Regions from separate parts of the Mus musculus genome. Here all the other regions are linked to region 1. Evidence: chromatin contacts called from public HiChIP or PLAC-seq data. All regions are on one chromosome and are shown on one strand. The core of a region is the stretch at or near the end of the contact, and the rest is flanking DNA. Distances in the headings are between cores, read along the strand shown.

Evidence for each region. HiChIP or PLAC-seq counts read pairs in DNA pulled down with a chosen protein or histone mark.
Region 2: an H3K4me3 HiChIP or PLAC-seq map of embryonic basal ganglia shows a contact between it and region 1, with 6 times the contacts expected there. The contact joins two enhancer-like sites. A contact is called at or near these places in 3 of 39 promoter capture datasets (the HPC-7 cell line, cranial neural crest and second pharyngeal arch cranial neural crest), 1 of 15 datasets of contacts at CTCF or cohesin (embryonic stem cells) and 6 of 115 datasets of contacts at active chromatin or transcription factors (craniofacial prominence, embryonic basal ganglia, embryonic forebrain and 3 more).
Region 3: an H3K4me3 HiChIP or PLAC-seq map of embryonic basal ganglia shows a contact between it and region 1, with 4 times the contacts expected there. The contact joins two enhancer-like sites. A contact is called at or near these places in 1 of 15 datasets of contacts at CTCF or cohesin (embryonic stem cells), 3 of 484 Hi-C or Micro-C datasets (bone marrow-derived macrophages, nephron progenitors and stem cell-derived motor neurons) and 7 of 115 datasets of contacts at active chromatin or transcription factors (embryonic basal ganglia, embryonic forebrain, embryonic hindbrain and 4 more).

What each region holds. Positions count from the first base shown.
Region 1 is chr10:42,338,002-42,341,600 of GRCm38.p6, reverse strand. Afg1l (AFG1 like ATPase) reads left to right here. Exons shown (of 13, transcript NM_145743.2): 9 at 1,349-1,419; 10 at 1,676-1,776. Among named protein-coding and RNA genes, the nearest start is that of Foxo3, 63 kb to the right of the region's middle. Within about 2 kb of position 1,735, at least 26 of the 459 cell types and tissues checked have an H3K27ac peak or open chromatin away from gene starts, as enhancers often do. A contact at or near this core is called in embryonic basal ganglia and stem cell-derived neural progenitor cells, where this site is marked.
Region 2 is chr10:42,689,021-42,692,619 of GRCm38.p6, reverse strand. The region is part of intron 2 of Ostm1 (osteopetrosis associated transmembrane protein 1); the gene reads right to left. Among named protein-coding and RNA genes, the nearest start is that of Ostm1, 12 kb to the right of the region's middle. Within about 2 kb of position 1,864, at least 23 of the 459 cell types and tissues checked have an H3K27ac peak or open chromatin away from gene starts, as enhancers often do. A contact at or near this core is called in embryonic basal ganglia, where this site is marked.
Region 3 is chr10:42,612,183-42,615,781 of GRCm38.p6, reverse strand. No RefSeq gene overlaps it. Among named protein-coding and RNA genes, the nearest start is that of Gm38491, 30 kb to the right of the region's middle. Within about 2 kb of position 1,586, at least 68 of the 459 cell types and tissues checked have an H3K27ac peak or open chromatin away from gene starts, as enhancers often do. A contact at or near this core is called in embryonic basal ganglia and stem cell-derived neural progenitor cells, where this site is marked.

The DNA of each region.
Region 1 (3,599 bases), core at 486-2,985:
CTGGCTTTCACATGGAATGCAAGCGTAATTTTAAAAATTACTTAAAAAAAATTTTTTTTGGTGATTGTCTTTAAATCATTCTTTCCATAGTTCATTTAGTTCCTTTAATGTGGCTTAATCTGAAGGTCTTATAGGGCTTTATGAAACTCAGGTAGCACTCCCTATGGCGTCAACCATGCAGATGATATCTTGGAAACCTGCAGAGGTGGGCGGCCTCTTTGTGCTGACTGCAGCTGTGCTCTAAGTTGCTGCTGCATTTGCTGCAGCTGAGGAGCTCCGTGGTTGTGTGTTAAATGTCAGCAGCCTGCTAAGAAAGATTCTGTTTAGTCTAAACTTTATCTTAATGACTAGTTTTCAATAAAATTGAAAGGATGTCAGTCACTTCCACAATTAGCTAAGATTGATTTGTTTCAAAATTAAGCATATTGTCAGGTCATCTTGTGCAAGTTTGTGTGCGGGATGAGAGGAAACTTAGATTCGCACTTGAAGGGTTTTTTGGAATGGCCTTTCTTCTACCAGTTATTTCTCCTATTGACTGTTAATTTATCAACCCTTCTTTGAAAAAAAAAAAGTGAGAAGAAAAGAGGCCACAGCACTATCACATCTCTATATGTGAGCTCCTTAAACCATATGGTGATTTCTAATTAGAATACAAAAGACTGGGTGGTAAGACTCACTCCATAGCCTGGGCAATGAGGGCCTCACAGAAGGAGGGGGCGGGGGTGGGATTCCAACAAGGACATTTTTGAGAGAAACTGGAGTCTATTCTTGTCCTTATCCTGACAGAAGTCTGTCCTGAATGTGTTCAGACGCATAGAAGTCTGATAAAGTTTCTGAGGTGCTGATTAAGTTGGTGTTTGGAAGCTAGTGATCTCATCCTGAGAGCTCGATCCTCTCAGCCGGTGGCTTGACTTGGTTTTTCTCATTCTCAAAACACCCTCAATCTTTAATTCCACGTGTACCCTCTCAATGGCGATTTCAAAGGATACTTGCTGGATGCTTGACTGCCTTGCCTATTTGCTCTTGTTTTGCATGCAAGAGAGAGCCAGAAGCTTTCTTCTCATTGTGTACACATAGTATTAATGGATTTACTCCGCCTGTATTGTCTCATTACTGGAAACATCTAGAAGCTCAGAAGTCTTTCAATGTATGCAAATAAGGCAGGATCATCTACCTGAGAGTTAATATTCACTGCTTTTAAGTGTATTCTAAATCTAATGTTTGTATTTAGAGCATAACATCCTGTTCTCCTTTTTTTATGGGCAAAAAGCTAAGCAGGCTCAGGCAGCTGTTTGATGTTGGCTTCAAGTGTTATTAATTTCATATTCTATTATTCTTTTCACTGTAGCACAAGTGAGGCTGATGTGGAGGCCGTCGTGGATAAGTTGTTTGATGAGCTGGCTCAGAAACAAAATGATTGTACGTAAGTTAATTTCTCTTGAAAGAGAATACATTTAGAACACAATGCCCAATCTCCACTGACCAATTAATAAGTTCCATTGCTGTATACGGGTTGATGCCACACTCAAGTGGCCGTCATTGTATCAGCATTTTCTCTAATTTATGTGTTGAATCATGTGCTATTATTCATCAAGCTATGCATTTCCTATCTGTAAGAGATGAATTTTATAGTAATTATCCAGACAAGATTGAGTCTTTGTTCATGTTCCCATAGTAACTAGCCCAAGGATTCTGAAAGTGCAAGGCAGAGAGCTGCGGCTGAATAAAGCCTGTGGAAGCGTTGCCGACTGCACATTTGAAGAGCTGTGTGAGAGAGTAAGTATCCAGGCCTGGCCAGACTCACTGGCCTTTTCACATGTTAAAATACTTCATGTTTTCCCCTCAGCCAGCTTCAGATTTTAAAACGCCATTCACAGAGTCAGAACGGAGGAAGAAATCTCCCTAAGGGACATTTTTCATCCATTTACCGAGCAATGTTTGTAGGTTCTGGCACAAAATCTGCTCTTTGAAGGGCTTTCAGGAAAAAAAAAATCAGAAATGCAGAGACAACTGTCAACTGTTGCTGGAAGCAGAAGCAAAATCAGTGTCATATATGGCTCTATTGTGAAAGTCACATGTGAGGGGAGTAAGGAAAACTGAGGTGTAAGGGATGGCAAGATGGCACAGTGGGTAAGGACACTTGCAGCCAAGTCTGGCCATCTGAGCTCTGTTCTCCATGGTCCCACATGGTGGAAGAAGAGAGAGCAACTCCCACAGGTTGCCTTCCAGCCTGAGCATGGATGCATGGAATAAATGGTAAATGGAAAAAAATTTTTTTACAAGGAGAAAAAAAATGAGGTGAGATTAGTGGGGATGAGAAGCAAGATAAGCAATTTTACTGTGATCTCAGGAGACGCGGGTAAAGAGCTGCATATTTCAGATTCATTGTTCAGCTGCCATGCTGTCTGAGCTGCTGGCCAGGTGAAAGAACATCAATTTAAAAAAAAACTATGACACTGGTATTATAATAGAAGTAGTTTATCTCACAGATGGAATATTTGCACACACACACACACACCCATATCAGAACATCTTTGACCACAAATCCTCTGTAAATATGAAGTCTTTTCAAAGTGTGGGGGTCTCAGTGCTCAGTAGAATACTCGATGTGATTATCCTGTGTAAATCCTGAGGCGCTCGAGTAACTTTCCACAGAGTTCCTCAATCGAGCATCCTCCCAGGCCCTGATTCCTGGCTTTAGCTAGTCCAAGCAGAGCTGTTTTGAGGCACAGAGAAGCTTGCTCTCATTTCTATCTGCTGAGTGTTAACCGAGTGTGCTTCTCAAAAGCCGCTGAGCTACTCCTAGCAGGCAAGCATTCGTCACCTTTAAACCACAGATGAGTCCAACCCGCAGTCATTTAGCTCTTTAGAAGGAATACAATTAGGATTAATTAAGACTCTGATGGAGAGGCAACCTCTGATCCCCACTGTGGCTGGCACGACTCCTTCTTCTCTCCCAGCGGCAGTCTTAACCCCCTATTACCTGTACCTGCAGGGGGAAAGTCCACTTGGACTTGTGCTTAAGTTTCACTGTCTTTGCTAAATCAGACTCCCTGGTCAAGGGTAAAGGCCCTCCTCTCACTGAGGAGGCCTCCAATGAGGGGAACCGGCAGGCCGTGGGGTCCTGGAGGAGGTCGGGGCCCTCTCGTGGAGCACGTCCGAGGGTCGGCGTCTCTCGACTAGGTTCATTAATTCTGGACACTTGGTATCAGAGAGGGGTTGTTTAGAATCCAAAATCCCTTATCGTCTTTTTTTCTGTGCAGTGGGGTTGGAGGGAAGAAGGTTAATCAGGATTTAATATTGAAAAATGAAATTAATACCGACACGGCTCAGCTTTATTTGACAAAAGTTTGGGCCTCATGACAACTGTGAACCAAATTCTCAAAATCAACAATAAGACAAGACTTCCATTTATTTTGGCGTAACCAACACACTATTGTATCCTTCACTTTGTGACTGGCTGTTCAGTTGCATAGGAAACCCCTTCTATAAAATGCTCCAGAATTTCATGATTTCTTGCTATCCTTTAATGCATGAACATTCCAGTTGTTTTCTTCTGGAGTTTTTAACGGGGTCATTACCACAAAATGCCACTGACT
Region 2 (3,599 bases), core at 615-3,114, 350 kb before region 1:
CGCATACACACACACACACATACAAACACACACACATGCACACACACATACATACAAACCCACACACATATACACACATACTAACATATATATATATACATACATATACACATACACACACAATATACAATACAGACATACAGACATACACACACAATACACATATACAGACACACATATGCAAACACACACATACATACACATTCCCAGACTGTTAAACAACTAACAATTTCAGTACTCAGAGTGGACGACTGCATGTTTCTGCTCCTCTCTGGTACCCATAAGAACCTGACACCACCAGGGATTCAGGAAGTCACTGCCACCTGATCAGACAGATGAAACCTAATCCTGATTAACTGGGCAGGGCAGCCAGCACTTTAACTTCTGTGTGTAAACTTGGGACACTAGAAGCAGTTGCTCACCCAACCAGATGAATTATAAAACCACACTCCTGAATCCAAAAGCCAGCTAGACTTCAGTGAATTCACAGGCAGACAGACAGACAACCCCTGCCCACTTCGTGAGTGTGTGTGCACATGCACGCGCACGCACACACAGAGCTTGGGAAGGGCCCTCTCTGCACCAGTGAACACTGATGGAGGCCTTCTTGGTGAACCTTTTCCTAGATGCTTGGCCTCTCTGAGCCCGGGCATCTATAGTCCCTGCAGCCTTCTCATCTCAAGAACACAAGTGCAGCTCTAACTGCTCATCAATTGTTCACAAACTGACGGTTCCCTTTATAAACCAGCCAGAGAAAGAAAGGCACACACACCAAGACTCACATACAGGTCAGTAAGGTGTTCTCCACATGCCTGTATTTCCTTAAGCATGCAATTCTTTTTTAATTAAATAAAAATGGTTCCATATGTCAGTATCCACAAAGTTCAAATACTAAAATCCTTTGCTGTTGTTGTTTGTTTGTTGAGACAGGGTTTCTCTGTGTAGCCCTGGCTGACCTGGAACTCAATCTGCAGACCAGGCTGGCCTTGAACTCATAGAGATCCACCTGCCTCTGCCTCCCAAGTGCTGGGATTAAAGGCATGTGCTACCATGTCCCGGCTTACTAAAATCTTTTTAAAGTAATAATAAAAGTAATAATAATAATAATATATAAAATAAGTAATATAATAATAATAAATAATAATAGTAAAAATGTGCTATTTTATTAACACGATGTAGCCTTGACTTCTAGGTCAGGTAGAACAGACATAAATAAAAACAAGCACAATTATAGTCAGAGAACATTCAGTTAGGCTAAAGGTCTTTAGCTTGAGGGTTACTGTCTTACAGTGGAGTCCTGGAGTTTCCCCATAGCAGGCAGAGCCCAGTGTCACAGTGAGTCCTGCCATGCCTGGCAGACACAGTCAAAGATGGCAGGCTCCTGGTACATGCAGAAACTCAGAGCACACTGCTCTGGAGAGCTCTGGCAATTTCTTCTACAAGATACACAAATAAACAATTTCTCTATAAAAAAATGGTTTATGAAGAAGGCCGTTCTGAGGAATAAAAGGACTTAATGTCTTCTATTTTACTGCTATTTCCTTTTCACTTAAAATAATTGGAAAATTAAGTGGAAAGCCTGCGCGAACTGACGGCTGATTAAGTGGCTGTCCCGGCACAGTGTGGTTTTTTCAGTAACTATTAGGCGGTGGTATTACAAAGCACAAAGGAGCTCACTTATACAGCGGGGTTAAACGTGTCTTGATTATTAGAAGAACCCTGACTTTCTGATACAACACAAAGGGGCTCTAGTAAATCCCCTTTATCTACTGCCGGGAATCGGGAGGGTAAGGTTATACACAGAGAGGAGCTGTATGCTGCAGAAATTAGTAAGCTAGGGAAGGTATAAGGACAAGCTCTCCATCCGCGCTGAGTGAAGTGGTCATTGTGCTTCTGCCTCATCTCAGATAATCAATGGAGCCTCATCAAGGCTGTGCAGATTAGCACAGCTTCTGTCTCCGTGAGGACTCCGGCATCAGCTCAAGAGGCGTTCTCCGGGCGCTGAGGATTCCAGTCAAGCCCTCACACAGAAACCAGCTAAATTATTACAGCAGAATTGTGTGGCTTCTGTCTTCCTCCCCGACCCCCCAGGGCTGAGGACTGAACCCTGGTCCCCCTACATAAAAGCACCCTATCACTGAGCTATATACCCTGAGTCCTGAGTCCTCTAGCGACAGGGTCTGCACTCAGACTTTTCCCTGTCCTGCCTCCTCACCCTCCTGCCTGGCAGATTACAGCTGTGTACCACCGAGTCCAGCTGAACCACTCAGCCATAGAGATGTGGCATCAATTAGGAGTCTGTTGTTCAAGCTCTCTAGTGGTTTAAAACAAAGCTTATAAGATTTATTTACATGTATGAGTATTATTTACATATACATATATTTACATATACTACATGCCTGGTGCCCAAAGGGGATAGAAGAGGGTGTAAGATTTCATGGAATGGGAGTCACAGATACCCGTGAGCTGGGAACCCAGGTCCCGAGAACTGAACCCAGGGCCTTTAACTGCCACGCTGTCTTTGTAGCCCTCTCTGCTCTTTTTTTTTTTTTTTTAAAGACTTAACTTTTATTTTATGTGTATGTTTTACCTGCATGTATGTATGAGTGCACTGCATGTACACCTGGCACCCTCTGAGACCACAAGATGGTGCCAGATGCCCTGGAACTGGAGTGACAGACAGTTCTAAGCTGCTGTGTGGACACTGGGAACTGGGCCTGGGTCCTCTGCAAGGACAACAAGTGCTCTTAACCTCTGAGCCACCGCTTAGGCCCAGCCACAACATCCTGTTGTGCATTGCCCTGATGCTGCTGTGTATTCAGATGCTAAATACTGCCTCTCCCCCTAAGACCTGGTTGTCCCCAACAAAGAGATCCTCATTTTTACCAAGTGATGCATTGCAAACCTTGCTCCCCAACTTAAAACTATTGGATAATTAAAAATGGCTGCAGCCAATTACTGGGGTGAAGAGAGAGATGGAGTTTGAGTCATTGGGGCTATAGATAGGGAGATAAAGAAAGAGAGAGACAGGGACAGAGACAGGGAGGAAGAGAGGGAGGGAGGGAGAGAGGGAGGGAGGGACAGAAGGGACAGGGAACAGGAGGTCTCCATTAGACATGATGAAACCACGCCCACGTGAAGTGGGCCCTGAAAACAGGCTGGTAGAGTAGAAATGACCTGGGAAGACTCGAACAGCAAGTATCTGGGGAGCAGAGCTGGGAAGCAACAGACTAGAGACTAGAAATATAGACTGGGGACCATCTCCCAGTAGTTGTGCAAAGCCAAATACATAAATCGCAGTCTGAGTCTCGTTCATTTGAAGCTACACCAAGACAGAAATAATTTACTTATTTTACAATGTCCCTATGAGCCCATCTAAGGTAGGAGGAACACAAGCTATGCCTGGGAGGCTGAGACAGGAGGCCTGTGAGCCAAGCGGAGGCCAGCCTGAGACACACAGGGAGGCCAGCCCAAGACACACAGCGACACACGCCCTGATTCACTGCAGTTACAGGTTGTCTGAGAAGAAAGAGTGCATTCCTCAAGGCTGGTAACATGGCTTAGAGGGGAAGGGTGCCTGCCTCCAGACCTGAAGACCT
Region 3 (3,599 bases), core at 337-2,836, 270 kb before region 1:
TCAGGCGGACAAGTGTGGGTGCTGATGTAGAGACACAGGCACGGTTTTAGAGTTCAAGGTGGGGATGGGGAAGGAAACACCACTGTCCCATCTCAAAGGTGGTCAGCCATTCCTAGGAAGGTCCGCTGATCCTTCAACTGGCTGGGCGGCACCCACCTTCAGGAGGCTCAATCCACCCACGTAATCGTTGACCTCCTATGGTTAGGGCTCCTGTTGCTATGATAACTATCCTGACCTTGGGAAAGAAAGGGTTAGTTCACCTCCCAGGTTGTGGTCCATTACTGGGGGCAGAGACCACGGAGGAGCACTGCTCACCGACTTGCTCCTCCGTGGCTTGCTCATTCTTTATCAACCCAGGACTATCTGCTCACAGCGTCCTGGGACCTCCCACACCAATCACTAACCGAGAAAATGCCCTACAGACTTGCCGATTGGCCAGTCTGACAGAGGTGTTTTTCTGCGTGAAGGTTCCTCTTCCCATTTGACTCTAGCTTGTGTTGACAAATGGCCACCACTAACCAGACCCAGAGGCACGTCACAAGGTCACAAGCGCACACAGAATCCTGGACGATGCATAAAATTACCCTTCTCAGTTCCCGACCATGGCTTACTGTTACAAGTGTGAACTGGAATCCTCAGGGAGTTCGTTTAAAATGTATCTCACTCCAGTCCTACCCCACTCCCGTGTCTCACATTCTCCGTCTGAGACAAAGCTCTTCTCAGGAGGATTTCAGGATGGCCAAGCGGCCAGACCTCACAAGCAATATTGGGGCAGAGAAGCCACACAGGCACTGTGTGCGGCTCAACTCAGAGCTCGCACCAGCTACAAAGGTCTCCTATGGGGCTGAGGGTACATAGTTCAGTGAATATCGCTCAATCCCTGGAAGTAAAATAAGTAAATAGTCCGGCATGGTGTGTGCTGTAGTCGTCTCAGAACTTGGGAGGTGTACCACAAGTTCTAGATCAGCCTGGACCACATAGTGAGCTTGAAGCCTGGGCAACATGATTAAATTCTGTCTAAAAGAACTACGATGGGATGATGGTGGTGATGAAGGTGGTGTCGGTGGTGGTGATGATGATGATGATATCACATCAAACCAAACCCAAATTCTCCAGAAAGCACACAAGTTACTATTTGGGAATATAAATATGTTGACCCACAAATACAAATCAGCTTTTAAGTGGTTTAAAAGGTTTATTATTTTAAAAATCTACATTAAGAAAAAAAAAAAAAAGGTATGCTATGTCCCTACTACCCAAACTGAAACCGTGCAGGCTGGACTATCCAAATCAGAAACTCGAGATGAACGTGGTGAGAAAGGGGTGGAGAAAAAAACGGATGGAAGAGGGTCATGTCTGCTTGGGTTGTTCCTGCCTCGAGTGACCGACTGCTTCGAAGTCCTGGGTCCTAGGGGACGGGAGAGGAGTCCGGGAGGAGTGGCCCATGAGGATGCGAAGGCCGGGGCCCCCCACGGCGCCTCGGCCTCCCCCCCTCCCGCAGTCGCCCAGCTCCGGGGAGCAGGCTGCGGGCCCTGGCGGCCGCTGCGCCACCCTCCTCCCGCTCGCTCGCCCGGGTTCAATGAGGATTATTACATCATGCTGCAAGTATGCGGGGCAGCCTGAGAATCAAAGCGGGCGCTGGGCGGCTGGTTAACTGCCCCGCGCCTGAAACCCATCCTTCCCGCCCCCTCCCGCGCCCTCGCCCCACCCCGGCCCGCTGCTTTTCGTACCATTAAGGGTAGCATTCTGGGGGAGAGGAAAACCTGATCAAAACTGTGCGCCGCCACCGACAGATTTTCTATGGATTCTATAGAGGCCACCTGAATGATTTCCCTAATTAATGGATGACATCTTTGGCTGAAGGAGAGGCGATGGATTCGACTCTGTCTTCGTCTTTGTTAACCTTCTAATTAACTTTCGTAGGTCACCCAGGTCTCCCAAACCTAAAAACTGAAGAGGCCCATTGTGCCGGGAGCAGTAAACTTACTTTTGCTGGTGGGGTACTTAAAAGGGAGACCGATTATAGGCTGAGAAAAATAACTCCATTTAAAAGCTTTGTGGCTGCAGAGAATACATAGGCCCCTCCCTCAGAAAATAATTGAAACACCTTTTATACCAATATTTCTATGCATAATAAAAACAAATTAGCAAAAACGCATCTAAATTCAGCAGTACTTTCAAATTACCTTTTTTGGAATGTAAGCCTCTGCAAGCCAACAAAAGAGACTTGGGTTTAGAGAGAAAATTGCTACTGCAGCAGCTACCAGCCTTTATGTGGAGGGGCTGCAAGACGGACCAGGCAGGGGCTTGGGTACCTCCGAGTCACCTCCCTAGGAAATGCTCCAAGCATACCACCCTTGCTGAGGCTTCTTCTGACTCGCCTGGGGGGCACAAAAACTGAGCAGGACAGTCGGGCTTTTTCTGATCTTCAGGGGTTGAGCTTGGAAGGGTTTTTGGTTTTGTTCTTTTTGAGGTGAGGTCTGAGTCCGTAGGCTGAACTGGAAAGCCTGGCTTCCAGGCATTCTCTCCGGAGCTGGGCGATGTGCACAGCCAATTCTGTACTCAAGACAAGCACGCTACCACTGAGCCACGCTCTCCTCTGCCCCAAATATTTTTAATCGTGTGAATGGAGGGCAAACCATATCGCAGAGTCAGAGGAGAAGACTGCTCTGTCAAAATCGGTAACCAGAGCAGTGGGGTGCGAAAGTGGGGTTACAGCTCAGTCATAGAGCGTCAGCAGCACACGTGCAAGAGCCCCCCGATTTGATCTCCATAGAGACTGAGAGACAGAGAAAGGTAAGAATCATTTTTACTGCACATGCCCCAAAGTTTCTGTCAAAAACAAAAACCACAGAAAAACCTCAATACCACATCATGACCATTTTTTTGTGTGTTATAAAAATGGGAAGAGAGGGATTAGAGAGATGTCTCATTACTGAGAACCCTTGGCCTTCTTGTTTGGAGGACCTAGGTTTGGTTCCCAGCACCCACCAGATAGCTCATAACCATTCATTACTCCAGTTCCAAGGGATCTGACACTCTAAGAGAGGGAGGGAGGGAGGGAGGGAGGGAGGGAGGGAGGGAGGGAGGGAGGGAGAGAGGAGGGAGGAAGGAAGGGAGAGAGGGAGGGAGGGAAGGAGGGAGGGAGGGAGGGAGAGAGGGAGGGAAGGAGGGAGAGAGGGAGGGAGGGAAGAAAGGAGGGAGGGAGGGAAAGAGGAGGGAGGGAGGGAAAGAGGAGGGGGAGAGGGAGGGAGAGAGGAGGGAGGAAGGGAGAGAGGGAGGGAAGGAGGGAGGGAGGGAGGAAAGGAGGGAGGGAGGGAGGGAGGGAGGGAGGGAGGGAGGGAGGAAAGGAGGGAGGGAGGGAGGGAGGGAGGGAGGGAGGGAGGGAGGGAGGGAACGGACATAGCATAGACTGGTGAGACTAACCAGTGAAGGCAGCAAACCTGACAACCTGAATTTGGTCTTTGGAAGCTCCATGGTGGGAGGAGAGAACCCTGAGCGAGCCCTGAGCACCTTCATCTGACCACAGCACACGGTGCAATATGTGCACAAACAATTAAGAAGTAAAGGGAAACTGGGCGGGGATGAACACCTTTAAT